2 separate regions of the Mus musculus genome follow, and region 1 is linked to region 2. The links are chromatin contacts, called in public HiChIP or PLAC-seq maps. All regions are on one chromosome and are shown on one strand. The core of a region is the stretch at or near the end of the contact, and the rest is flanking DNA. Distances in the headings are between cores, read along the strand shown. Region 1 holds the start of Ninl (ninein-like). Region 2 overlaps Abhd12 (abhydrolase domain containing 12).

Region 1 (5,743 bases), core at 3,194-5,693, 140 kb after region 2:
GCTTCTGCCCTTGAACTTTCTGAAGCCAGCTTTGACAGAAAACCAGCTTTCTGCTCCTTTCTGCTCCCAGTCCAGGAAGTCTGGACTCAAGTGTGGAGGTGAAGGCAGAAATCTGGTCTAGAGTATCCGTATGTACAAAGTAAAGTGTGAACACAGCCAAAAGCAGGCGAGCAGTCTGGCACATGGATGTTGGTATGAGAGACAGAAAATGTTTGCACCTGAAGCTACTCAGGGGACTGTCATCTTCCCCTTCTCTCAGACACTGGAACCAGAGAAAGACACAAAACCTAAGAGGCCATTGATTCTAAGACAAATGATAAAGAAAAACAGTACCAAACCCGATGGATGCAAAGATAGTATCAATTTTAAGGTTCATCCCAAATTCAGAAATGCAATGCTAAGGATATCTTTGAATAAGGAAGAATGCAATAGACTCTAAATCACTGTAAATAGAAGGCAAATGCTTTCAAATTTTAATTTCTTTAATTTTGAGGATTCTGTACACGTATAGAATGAAACTGACCAGACCCACCTTCCACTTCTCCCTTCCAATGTCTTCCAAATCTTCCCCAGCTTGGCCTCCTCCTACTTAATGTCTTTTCGTTTGCTAACCTACTAAGACCAATTAGTGCCACATTCATGTTCAGCTCCAGGGACTTGACTAAGGTGGCAAGGGAATGAGATAAAAACAAACAGACGCAGACAGAAAGCTGGATGGAGGGATCTGTGCTCTCTGCTAGAGAAATATCAGCACCCCAGAAGTTCTGCATGTTTGTTAAATGGAGTGAGTTGAGTGGGACTATAACAAACAGTTGCACAAGGAGGTGGAGTTATACATAAAGATAAATAAGGAAACAGAGTTTAGGGTACACAGCTGGATCAAGGAGACAAATTTCACCTTGGTAGGAAGAGCATTCTCTATAGGGCAGTTTTCAGATGGAAACATGGGCAGGGGGCCTGGGAAGCAACAGTGGACATTTCTGCACACACTGTCAACACTCACATTCAGTGAGAACTCTGAGGTGACACACATTCACAGTCTACCCTACATAATGTTAGGCAGAGAAGAGCAAGTAAATGACCAAAGGAACCTCAGCCACAGCTGACACCTTGAAGTCTTCTTGTCACCTCCCTATTTGTTAGCCCTGTACTAAACTATGTTTTCCATTCCTGGCACTAGAACATCTTAATTGACAAATATCTGCATGTGTAAAACTCTTTGAGACTTAAAAACCCAGAGCTTTTTGATTTCCCTAATAGACAGCTATCCCCTCAGGGAAACTCCAACACACCAAAACCATTACTTACTACATGAAGCAGACCCAGATAAGGTAACTGGGATATCACAACACACAAAAAAAGAAAACACTGCTTTTCTCTAAAGAGATACAAAACAATGCACACACACACACACAAAATTCCCTGCAATACATGCCAACATTTTTTCCAAACTTGAGCAATCAAAATTATGTGTAGGGCTCTGGTTTCTTCCAGAAATAAAACATGACTTGCAGGAAAGGGAGAGCATGCTCCATCCAGCCTTTGGGAAACAAGAAGCCTCATGTGCTCTCTCCATCACTTAAATCTTACTAGAGACAAGGGGAAGTGCCGTGCTAGACATAGGATCCATGAACGGAGATTTACTCCACACGGCTCATCAGTTCCTTAAAGACCTCTGTTGGTTCAAACAGAACTGTCAGAATCCAGTAGGCTCAGGGTCACCCAGGAGGATGGGGGTTGGAGGAGCCAAGCCTGCTACTGAGGTCACCTTCCAACAGCTCCAGGGAGAGTCCAATCCAAAGTTTTGGCCTCCTGCTGTGAGTAACAAAATTTCTGGCACGGAGCCTGAATTTCTAATTCATTATTGAAGCCAAGGACTGAGTTAAACCCAAACCCAGAGTCACGGACACTCAATTACTGATAAGCAGAAAAGTAAGAAAGCAAAGCATACAAAAGGAAACTCTTCCAGGCCAGGAATCTTCCAGTTCAGGTGTGAGGCCAGCACACTGCCCCAAATTTTATATCCTGCTTTCGGATCGTTACTCAGCCAGGCAAAGGAGAGGTAGCTAACAGCTGCCTAGCCATGACATTACTCAAGGGCAGGTATCCACTTTAGGAAGGAGGCACAAATGTCACATGGATTATCTTGAAAATTTAGAGAGGACCACCCATCAAATAACATCCAAACCCCAAAGTTTACCATGAGAATTCTGCTGCCATTCCTAAAGATGCAAATTCTAAGAAATTTATACCTAGCTGTCAGCAAATGACCACAGCCCATTATGTCCTAGCATGGACCTAGCATGTCTTCAAATCGCAACATAAAATGAGTTCAAGAAAAGCCCATTTTCTATTAGCTTATATTAGTTTTTAAAAGGTAAATCCTAACTTTTTCTTTATAGAGTGTTCTTTTTTTCTAAGTCAGTATTGTTACATCTTATCTGAAGTTCCAGTTTTTGGAGAAAGCTTACTACTTTCTCACACTGAAAAAAAGACGCAGTATCCTCCGATTCTTACCGAATCTCCATTTTATGTAACAGAGTTCCTACTTTTCTTTACCTTATGAAGACGGGTGTTGCTAATGATGGGGATACACACTATGAAGTGTCATTCAGCAATTCCGTTACTGCACTCATATCACCATGTGCGCATATACTAACCTAGAAAGAGTTTATCACCTGAGTGGCCTCGCAACACAGTTAACAAGCTCCATATACGTGAGATGCGTGAGGTTGCTGCTGGCATAGCAGAGCATATTGCCTTACAGCAAGCAATCTAAATAGCAACACTAAGACCCTGGCCGAAGCATAGTCTTCTACATAAACAAGTAAGAGACGCTTCTCCTTCTTATTGTTACTGGGCTGGGGATGTGCTTCAGCAGGAGGCTGGCATATCTGAGACCATGGGCTCCATTCTCAGAAACCCCAAGAGTAAATACCATGCACTACACCTAACGGGATGCAATAACTCTTATAAAGCTAGATTAGACTGTTGACATCAGAGATTCATTACAAGGTTACAGGGATGACACCCCTAATGGGAATTTTTCAGTTCCTATTAGGACCACCTTCACATATGTGGTTTGTCTTCCATCAAAACATTAGTGTCTGGCAACTGACTACAGACTAGTTTGATCTGTAGTCGTCTAAGCCACTAACAGATAACATAAAATGAACAGTAGAGGCAAGCTGGCTGCTGCCCTAACTGCCCTAACTCCACAGGCACGTTCCTTCTCATTCGCGCCTGTTCTTGCACACAGTAGTTCATAAACTGACCAACCTTCTTCCCTCTTTTTCTTTTCTCCCACACACCCCTGCTTTAAAAGCAGTAAATCCATAGTCAAGAACCTGGAAATCTCAGGCAAACACCATCTTCACGGTCCCTCTCTGCTACCTGCCTTGCGCATCAAGTGAACTTCTGCAAGGGCCATTTCTGGACCTCCTTCCTGGTTCTAAAAGTCGGCTAAATGTTGTAGAGGAGAGAGAAGGCATCACTCTTTTCTTCCACCCCCATATAACGAGCTACAGAGAGCGCCTGACAATTTAGGTATTTAAGAAACTTTAAGTTGGTCTCCCATCGTGCAATTTGTTGCCTGAGACAGCTAGAGCCCAAACACCAGGTCACTGCTTCTCAATTACCGATGGACCAGCCTCGCAAGTGCACAACAAAGTAGCAGAATGGTGCGCAGGCAGGGACGACCTTGACACAGAAGCAACAGGCTTCTCCGCCCCAGAGAGAGGTGTCCCAGTTTTCAACAACTAAGTGCAAACTGATAATACAACCAGAGATCGCAAGGACGACTTCACCAGTCACAGGAGGGACCGACGCGCGGCAACAACGCCAATAGGTGCTCTCAATCAAGCATGGTCCCTGGCTTTCCCAGGGGCACTGAGAAGGGGGCTCAGACACAGGCTGGGGTCGCCTCCCGATCCGGTTCCCCTCGTCAAAAGAGGACGAAGGCGGGAAGCACGGCGGGCCCAGGCATCCCGCTCTCTGAGTACGTCAAAATTTGGGGCGGCAGCTGCACCCCACTAGCACGCTGAGTTCGGTGCGGACCACCGTTCCCGGTCCGAGTGCGCCGCAGAGCAGTGAGACTCTGGTGTGGCTTTCTGAGCGCGCGCCTGCATCGCAAGCATCGGCTCCGCTGTGTACCGGCCGCTGCACGAGGATGCGGATCCCTTCGGCCCGGCTCGGCCCTCCTCGGCCCAGCTCGGCCCCCCTCGGCTCCGCTCGGCTCGGCTCCCCTCCCCTCAGCCCTCTCCCACGCCCTACTCACCTGGGGAGTGGGAGGCTCGGCTCTCTGAACGCTGAGTTCAGGATGCGGGCTCCGGCAGCCCGGTGCAAAGCGAGCCGGGTAGGACACCCCAGCGCGCGTCCCTCGGCCGCTCTTTGTGTCTGCCGGCCGCGCTCCCCTGGGCTCCCAAGGCCTCTGGGCGCCGCCCCCTCGTTCTCGCGGGGCCTCCCCAGGGAAGGGGCGGGGCTCCTTGGGGGCGGGGCTTGGACGGGCGGGGCGAGGAGGCAGGCGGAGCTGGGCCAGGGGCCTAGCTGGTATGGAAGAGGAGGATGCAGGATGACTTCAAGGCTCTGGGAGACAGGGTGTTAAAAACAAACAAACAAACAAAAAACTAACAACAACTAAACTAAAAAATAAGAGACTCAAGTACTTTCAAGTGGAAGAATTCCACAGAGTGGTAGGCAGCCAGGAACCAGTAAAAAGCCCATACTGTACTCTGATGAACCATATACTTGGGCTGTATCCCTTTTCATGTGTCATAACTTGCCCCAACCAGTGATGGACATGACATGCCTACACCCTGTGGCAGAGGTGTAGCTGTGGGGCATATAACCAGGGCCCTGCTTCCCTCTAGATTATAACCTGAGGTTCCCAAAGTGTGGTATGCCATAGTCGCCACTGTGCAGAGTGTATTTTATCAGGACCAGGGAGATGGCTCAGTTTGTAAAAGCACTTGCCTTGCTAGCCTGATGACCTAAATTCAATCCCAGAACACATGTAAAGGTGATAGGAGGTGCTGGAGAAATGGCTCAGCAGTGAAGAACACTGGCTGTTCTTCCTGAGGACCCATGTTCAATTCTGAGCACCCACAGGGCAGCTCACAATTATCTGTAACTCTAGTTCCAAGGGATCCAGTGTTGACTTCTCCTCAGACACCAAGAGTGCATGTGTTGCATAGATATACATAGAGGCAAAGCACCCATACATATAATTAAAAAAAAAAAACCTTAGAAAAATCAACTCCACAGAGCTTTCCTCTGACTACACACACACACACACACACACACACACACACACACACACACACTGAGACACATGCCGTTCTGAACACAGACATATAAGCATCATGCACACACACATTCACACAATAAGTTTTAGAAATATTTTTAAAGACTATATATTCTCTAAATCTCCTTATACTCTGGGTTTTCCATGTACTGTTAGAGAATGAACTTAGAGTTAGATGATGAGATTCACAGGGCCATTCACTGGATGTTGGACTTTGTGCCACCCAGTTACACAATCTGGGAGATCTTCACTTTGTTCATCTGTGAAATGGAGATGTGAAAGACACTTTTTGCAGGGACATGAACTAATTGATCCAGCCAAACCAGCAACCCAAATTAGCCATCACAGCAGTGGCTCCTAGCCAGAGAGGAGCGGGGCGGGGCATGTTACTCCATCCCCCCCCCCCCCCCGACCTATAGCAAATAGCTGAGGTAAGAATAA
Region 2 (6,074 bases), core at 2,191-4,690:
AAGAATTTCAAGTCTCTGAAGAAAGAAATTGAAGAAGATCTCAGAAGATGGGAAGATCTTCTATGCTCATGGATTGGCAGGATTAATATAGTAAAAATGGCCATCTAGCCGAAAGCAATCTACAGATTTAATGCTATTCCCATCAAAATTCCAAATCACTTCTTCATAGAGTTAGAAAGAGCAATTTGCAAATTCACTTGGAATAACAAAAAAAACCCAGGATAGCAAAAACTATTCTCAGCAATAAAAGAACTTCTGGGGGAATCACCATCCCTGACCTCAAGCTGTATTATAAAGCAATAGTAATAATAAAAAAAATACAAAAAAACTGCATGGTATTGGTACAGGGACAGGCAGGAAGATCAACGGAATAAAATTGAAGACCCAAAAATGAACTCAATTAATTGTAAATTAATCAGGAATTTCAGTATATAAGATTATCTTGTCTGGGTATGTTCACAACTCAGCACTATGGAGGGTGAAACAGAGGATCACCACAAAGGTTAGAGGCCAACCTGAGTTACAGGATGAGTTCTAGGACAGCCTAGGCTATATAATGAGAACCCTACCCTAAAAAACAAAATTAGGCTGGGTATGGTGGCATACACCTTTAATCCCAACACAAGAGGCAGAGGCAGGTGGATCTCCTGAGTATAAGGGAGACTTGTCTACAGAGTGAGTTTCAGTACAGCCAGGGCTATACAGAGAAACAATGTCTTTAAAAAAGTAAGATAAAAAACATACAAAGAATGATGTCATTTGCAAACAGAGTTAAATTTTACTTCTCACTATCTAACTTGGATATTATTTATTTCTGCCTTTACTGCCCTGACTAGAACCTTAGTACAGTGCTGACTAGGAGTGGAGATACTAGACAGTCTTCATTCTGACCTTAGGAAAAAAGTATTTGGTTTTTCATTATTTGAGTCTGAAGTCGGAGGTGGGTTTCATCATGTTTGTGTGTGCATGTGAAGGCGCATATGGAGGCCAGAGGAAAACTTCAGTCATGCTCCTCTGGTGACTTCCTTCTTTTTTTTAGACAGTCTCTCACTCACCTGCCAAGCAGGTGGAGCTGGTGGGCCAGCAAGCCCCAGAAGTTGCCTTGTCTCTGCCTCCCTAGTGCTAAGACTGCAAGCTCACACTACCATGCCTGGTATTTTATTTTATTTTATTTTATTTATTTATTTATTTATTTATTTATTTATTACTTATTCACTTTATAGCCTGCTCACTGCTCCCTTCCTGGTCTCCCCTCCTCCCTCTCCTTCTCCCCTGAGCAAGTCCCCCCCCCCCCCCCCGCCAGGTCTCCCCTCCACACTGGTGCTTCAAGTGTCTGCTTCCTCTCCCATTGAGTCCAGACAAGGCAGCCAAGCTAGTAGAACACATCCCACGTACAGACAACAGCTTTTGGGATAACCCCATTCCAACTGTTCAGGACTCACAAGGTCAAGCCGCATATCTGCTACAACCTAGATGTCCCTCAACTGAAGAATGGATAAAGAAAATATGGTACAGCTATACAATGGAATACTATTCAGCTATTAAAAACCAAGACATATGAATTCTGCAAGCAAATGGGTGGGACTTGAGAATATCATCCTGAGTGAGGTAACCCAGACCCAAAAGACATGGATGGCCTCTACTCACTTGTAAGTGGATATTAGCCATAAAATACAGGTCCCATGTTATATTGCACAGACCCAAAGAAGCTTACAAGAAGGAAGGTCCAAGCAAGGAAGCTTGCATCTCACTTAGATGAGGTAAGAGTCTTAAGAGGCAGATGGAGGGAGGGAGTTGGGAGAGAGAGAGCATGGGGAGGGGAACGGGAGATTCAGGATCAGGTGTGGGGAAGAACTGGAGATGGCTATGAAAATGAATGAAAATCTGCTTTTACAGATGTTTATTGATTTATTTATGTGTGTTTGTGAATACAGGTGTAGCACAGGCGCCATTCAGGCCAGCAGAGGGTGCAGGGTGCCCTAGAGCTGGATTACAAGCAGTTGTGAGTTGCTTGGTATGGGTGCTAGGAAGTGAGCACGGGTCCTCACCAAGAGCACTAGGTGCCCTAAACCACGGAGACGTCACTCCAGCCCCGTGCCTGCTGTTTTTCATAGGGTTCTAAGCATCAAGCTCAGGTCCTCGCGAGTGCAGGCCATGCACCTTATTGACTGTTAACTTCCCAGCCCACACGGGTTTTAAAGGATACTTTTCTATTTTGGTTAGCTTGAATGTTTTTATTATGAGAAGTGTCAGAATTTTTTAAAATGTTTTTTTCCTGTATCTATTGAGATGATGGTTTTATTTTTGTAGTTTATTAATATGATGAATTTCATTAGTTACTTTTAGATATCAAACTTATCATCAGGATAAAATCTCACTTGTTTATGATATATAGATACCTTTTAATGTGTTGCCAGATTTGATTTGCTAGTATTTTGTTGAGGATTCTATATTTGCATGTATGAGAGACATCACCTGTAGTTTTATAGTGAAATTCTGTCCAGTATTATTATCAGGATAACATTTAGAAAAGTTCTCTAAGTAGAACATGTTCCTTCCATGTTTACTTTATGTTAGAGTTTGTGAAGACAAGTTGTTTGTTTTCAGAGGTTTGGTAACACTTTCCTGTGAGGCTACCTGGTCCTTCCCCTTTCTTTGTAAATTCTAAATTAAGCTATCTCCTTGCTGGGCACAGGTCTGCTTAGAGTGTGTTTCTCATGATCTAAGACAGAGCCTTCATGGTTCCAGGAAGTTGTCTATTTCTCCCTCTCCCTGTTGTCTACTGTAGGCACACAACTGTTCATGGTGTTCCTTCATGATCATGTTGTTTTACATTTCTGTAAAGCTAGCAGTCATTTCTTCAACTTCATTTCTGATTTTATCTATTTATAACCACCCCTGTGTGTGTGAGAGAGACAAGACAGACAGACAGACAGACAGACACACCGCTTTAGAAATGAAGTTGTCAGTGAGTACCCCAGGTTAGGCTGCACCTGAGGCTTCACATTTGATTTCCCTTGGGGTCCTCAAATTCCCTTTAAGTAGTTAGATATCAATAAATACCAATGCTTTCAAGTCATCCATCAATCCTACTATCTGATAGGAGTGGTCACTATCTGATCAGCTTCTAGAAGACAGCACATAAATTTCCCAGACCCTTTCTTCCCTGGATGTATTATCTAAGTCACTGCAACTCCACTGGCTCTGCCTGTCAGCTACCTGACCTCAGAAAGACTGCAATGCCATAGACCCCAAGAAACCAAGACCACTAGTGTGCTTTCTGAAAAAGGCAGGGAGTGAAAAGTTTCAGCGCTAGGGAAAGGCAGATACATTTGACTTTCTCCAAGCCTCACATTGCCAATGCCCTTTAGACAAACCCATCATGCTGAGCTTATATTTCCTGTCTAACTTCCTGCTCTTCAGAGGCACTAGTATCTTGAGACTGCAGAGATCACCAAATAATGCAGTGGAGGGGGGAAGGGAGAGGCTAACTCTCCAAGCAAGTGGTAGGTAGCAGCAACTTCATTCTGAGGACACACTTGTACCTGTCTATCCATCAAGAATTCTGATACAGTGATTTCTATCTAAGATCCCTCAGGGCATGCTCTGAGCCAAGTGGTTTTGGGTAAATTCGAGACTGTTTCCTATGTATCTAATAGCCTATGCACCAGTGGGTCTTCTGGGGAATTGCTAGGCCGTGGTCAGAGCTGTCCCTGTTTGAGGTCATGGAAGGATGGTCCTGGAAGGACAGCATACTGTAGTCTTCTACTTTTAAGGTCAGAGGTAGCAAGTGAGTTGCTTTGACTAAGGCAACATGAGCAGAAGTGTCTATCCTGAGAGATGAAGACAGACTGTGTAGATCTGCGAGGGGTCTATGGCCTGGGTCCTCAGGGACCACAACAAAAATAGCTGGAGCATAGCAGGACTAAGTGACGTGCTTCAGAGGGCTTGGTTCGTCAGCAAAACCTAAGCCTGCACTATTGTGTTTCCTTAACCTGTCTTTTTGGGTCGCCACCTGGAGTCTTACAGGCTCCTTTCTCCTTCCCAACACCTCAGTTTCCATCTTGCAAATACTGCTTGCCAAAGTGCCTCACAGTATTTTGGTACTTCCCACTCTGTTCTTCTGCAATTTGCACCAAGTCTTCTGGCACCTGCTTCAATCCTATTACCTTTAGTCACCTCAATTACTGCCTCTCAATTCAGACCAGCAACATTTCTTGCTCAGACTAGTCATCTCCTCGATACCACAGCCAATTTGTCAACTAATTACATTGCTAGGAACAGACTCCAAGGCCTCACACATTCTAAGCAAGTATTTTGCCATGAGCTACACTCCTAGTCCTAAAACCGTTTCTCTTTTTTGTTGTTGTTGTGTTGTGGACTCCAGGCTAGCTTTGAATCTGTGATCACCCTAGTTTCATCTCCAAAGTGTGGGGATCACGGGCTTGTGCTATTCTGGTAGTGTCAATTGTCAACTTGATAGAATCATGCCTCTAGTATGCCTGTGGGGGATTACCTTGATTGAGATAGGAAGATCAACTGTGCTGGTTAGTTTCTGTTACAAACTCAAGTCATTTGGGGGGAGAGTGAAAATTACTTGAGAAGAGGCCTTTATCAGATTGAGGTATTTTTTTTTAACTTAATGATTGATGTGAGAGGGTCCAGCACACTGTGGGTGGTACTACTCCTGAGCAGGTAGTCCTGGGTTGTGTAAGAAAGCAGGTAAAGAAAGCCATAAGGGGCAAACCAGTAAGGAACATCCCTCCAAGCTCTCTGCTTTAGTTCTTTCCTCCAGGCTCCTTCCCTGACTTATCTCAATGATGGACGGTGATGGGAGAAATATAAGAAAAATAAAACAAAACTATTTGCTTTAGCTTATGGTGTTCAGCATAGCAATAGAAAGCAAACTAACAGATGGACTCAGTAGTGCAGATGGGAAAGTGCCTGCTGCCTTGAACTCCCCAACATGAAGGAGTGTACCCTTCAACTGTGAGCCGGAGCAAACCTTTTGTCACCTAATTTGTTTTTTTCCAGACTATTTTATTACAGCACTTAGGAAAAGTATTATAGTAGTTAGGAAAGTGACTACCATGCCTGGTAATCACCTCTCATTAGTCACATGTATTAGTAACTTTTAAAAAAGCATATAATTTCATAATATAAATGCTTCTGAAATTATATACAAGTATGACCTGTCTGCATGTTTAAGTGGGTTAATTTCTAAATATGAGTGTGATTAGAAGGCCTAACAGTTCCTTCCTGTGCATAATGACTATGCATTGGATGGTCCACTTGGTCTTCTGGAGCAACCTCCAGCTGCAAGCCTCTGCCTCACACCTGATTTATTCTAGTGCCATACTCTACTGTGTAGCCAGAGAAACCTTTTTAACATGTGACTGGCCACCTAGGTGCACTGCTGAGCATCTCTGAGACTCCTGTGCTCCACTCAGCACATACTCACTGGTCTCAACCCTCCAGATCCTTCAGTTCCTTACACCCCCTGTTTCCCTACCTGGAGCTTCCAGTCCTGACCTCAGCCAGGTCTGCCTCACTGACCCTTCTGCAGTCTTCCTGGAACTCATTTGGTATTTCTTTCCCCTCCACAGGGGAAATTAGAGAATAGTAAATATATAATTTCTATATGTCTTTCTATGATATATAATGTTGTTGACACTGTTACCAGCACCTAGCAGAGTGTTCAAGAAATACTGCTTATGAAATTAACAACTTAACAAAGGCAGAAGTCTACAGCTTCTATCCAGAATCTTCTGGTTAGTTAAGAAAATGAATTCAGCAGGATAATACATTTGGGGGTGGTGCTGTGCGTCAAATCCAGGACTTACAAGTTGCTAGGTCACCACTCTACCACTGAGCTACATATACCTCCAGTCCTGGAGATCAAGCTCATATAACAGTTTGGACCAGCAATATATTTTCAAGGAAAATAATAATCTATAAAAGTTTGCAAGATGTAAGTGAAATAAATATTTTGTAGCATATGTATCGAAGGAAAGCATCACATAAAAATTTTCATTTTTATCCATAAATAGTTTAATATAAACATTTAATGTAAA

The links. HiChIP or PLAC-seq counts read pairs in DNA pulled down with a chosen protein or histone mark.
Region 1: a contact with region 2 is called in a CTCF HiChIP or PLAC-seq map of pro-B cells, with 4 times the contacts expected there. The contact joins the promoter of Ninl here to the enhancer-like site in region 2. A contact is called at or near these places in 3 of 15 datasets of contacts at CTCF or cohesin (the NIH/3T3 cell line, embryonic stem cells and pro-B cells), 9 of 484 Hi-C or Micro-C datasets (the G1E-ER4 cell line, bone marrow-derived macrophages, embryonic stem cells and 3 more), 3 of 115 datasets of contacts at active chromatin or transcription factors (embryonic stem cells and fetal liver) and 2 of 9 other capture datasets (liver and pancreatic islet).

The regions. Positions count from the first base shown.
Region 1 is chr2:151,004,955-151,010,697 of GRCm38.p6, forward strand. It overlaps Ninl (ninein-like), which reads right to left and starts at 4,444. Exons shown (of 24, transcript NM_207204.2): 1 at 4,277-4,444.
Region 2 is chr2:150,866,226-150,872,299 of GRCm38.p6, forward strand. All of the region lies in intron 1 of Abhd12 (abhydrolase domain containing 12), which reads right to left. Among named protein-coding and RNA genes, the nearest start is that of Gm23598, 14 kb to the right of the region's middle. Within about 2 kb of position 3,441, at least 42 of the 459 cell types and tissues checked have an H3K27ac peak or open chromatin away from gene starts, as enhancers often do. A contact at or near this core is called in bone marrow-derived macrophages and pro-B cells, where this site is marked.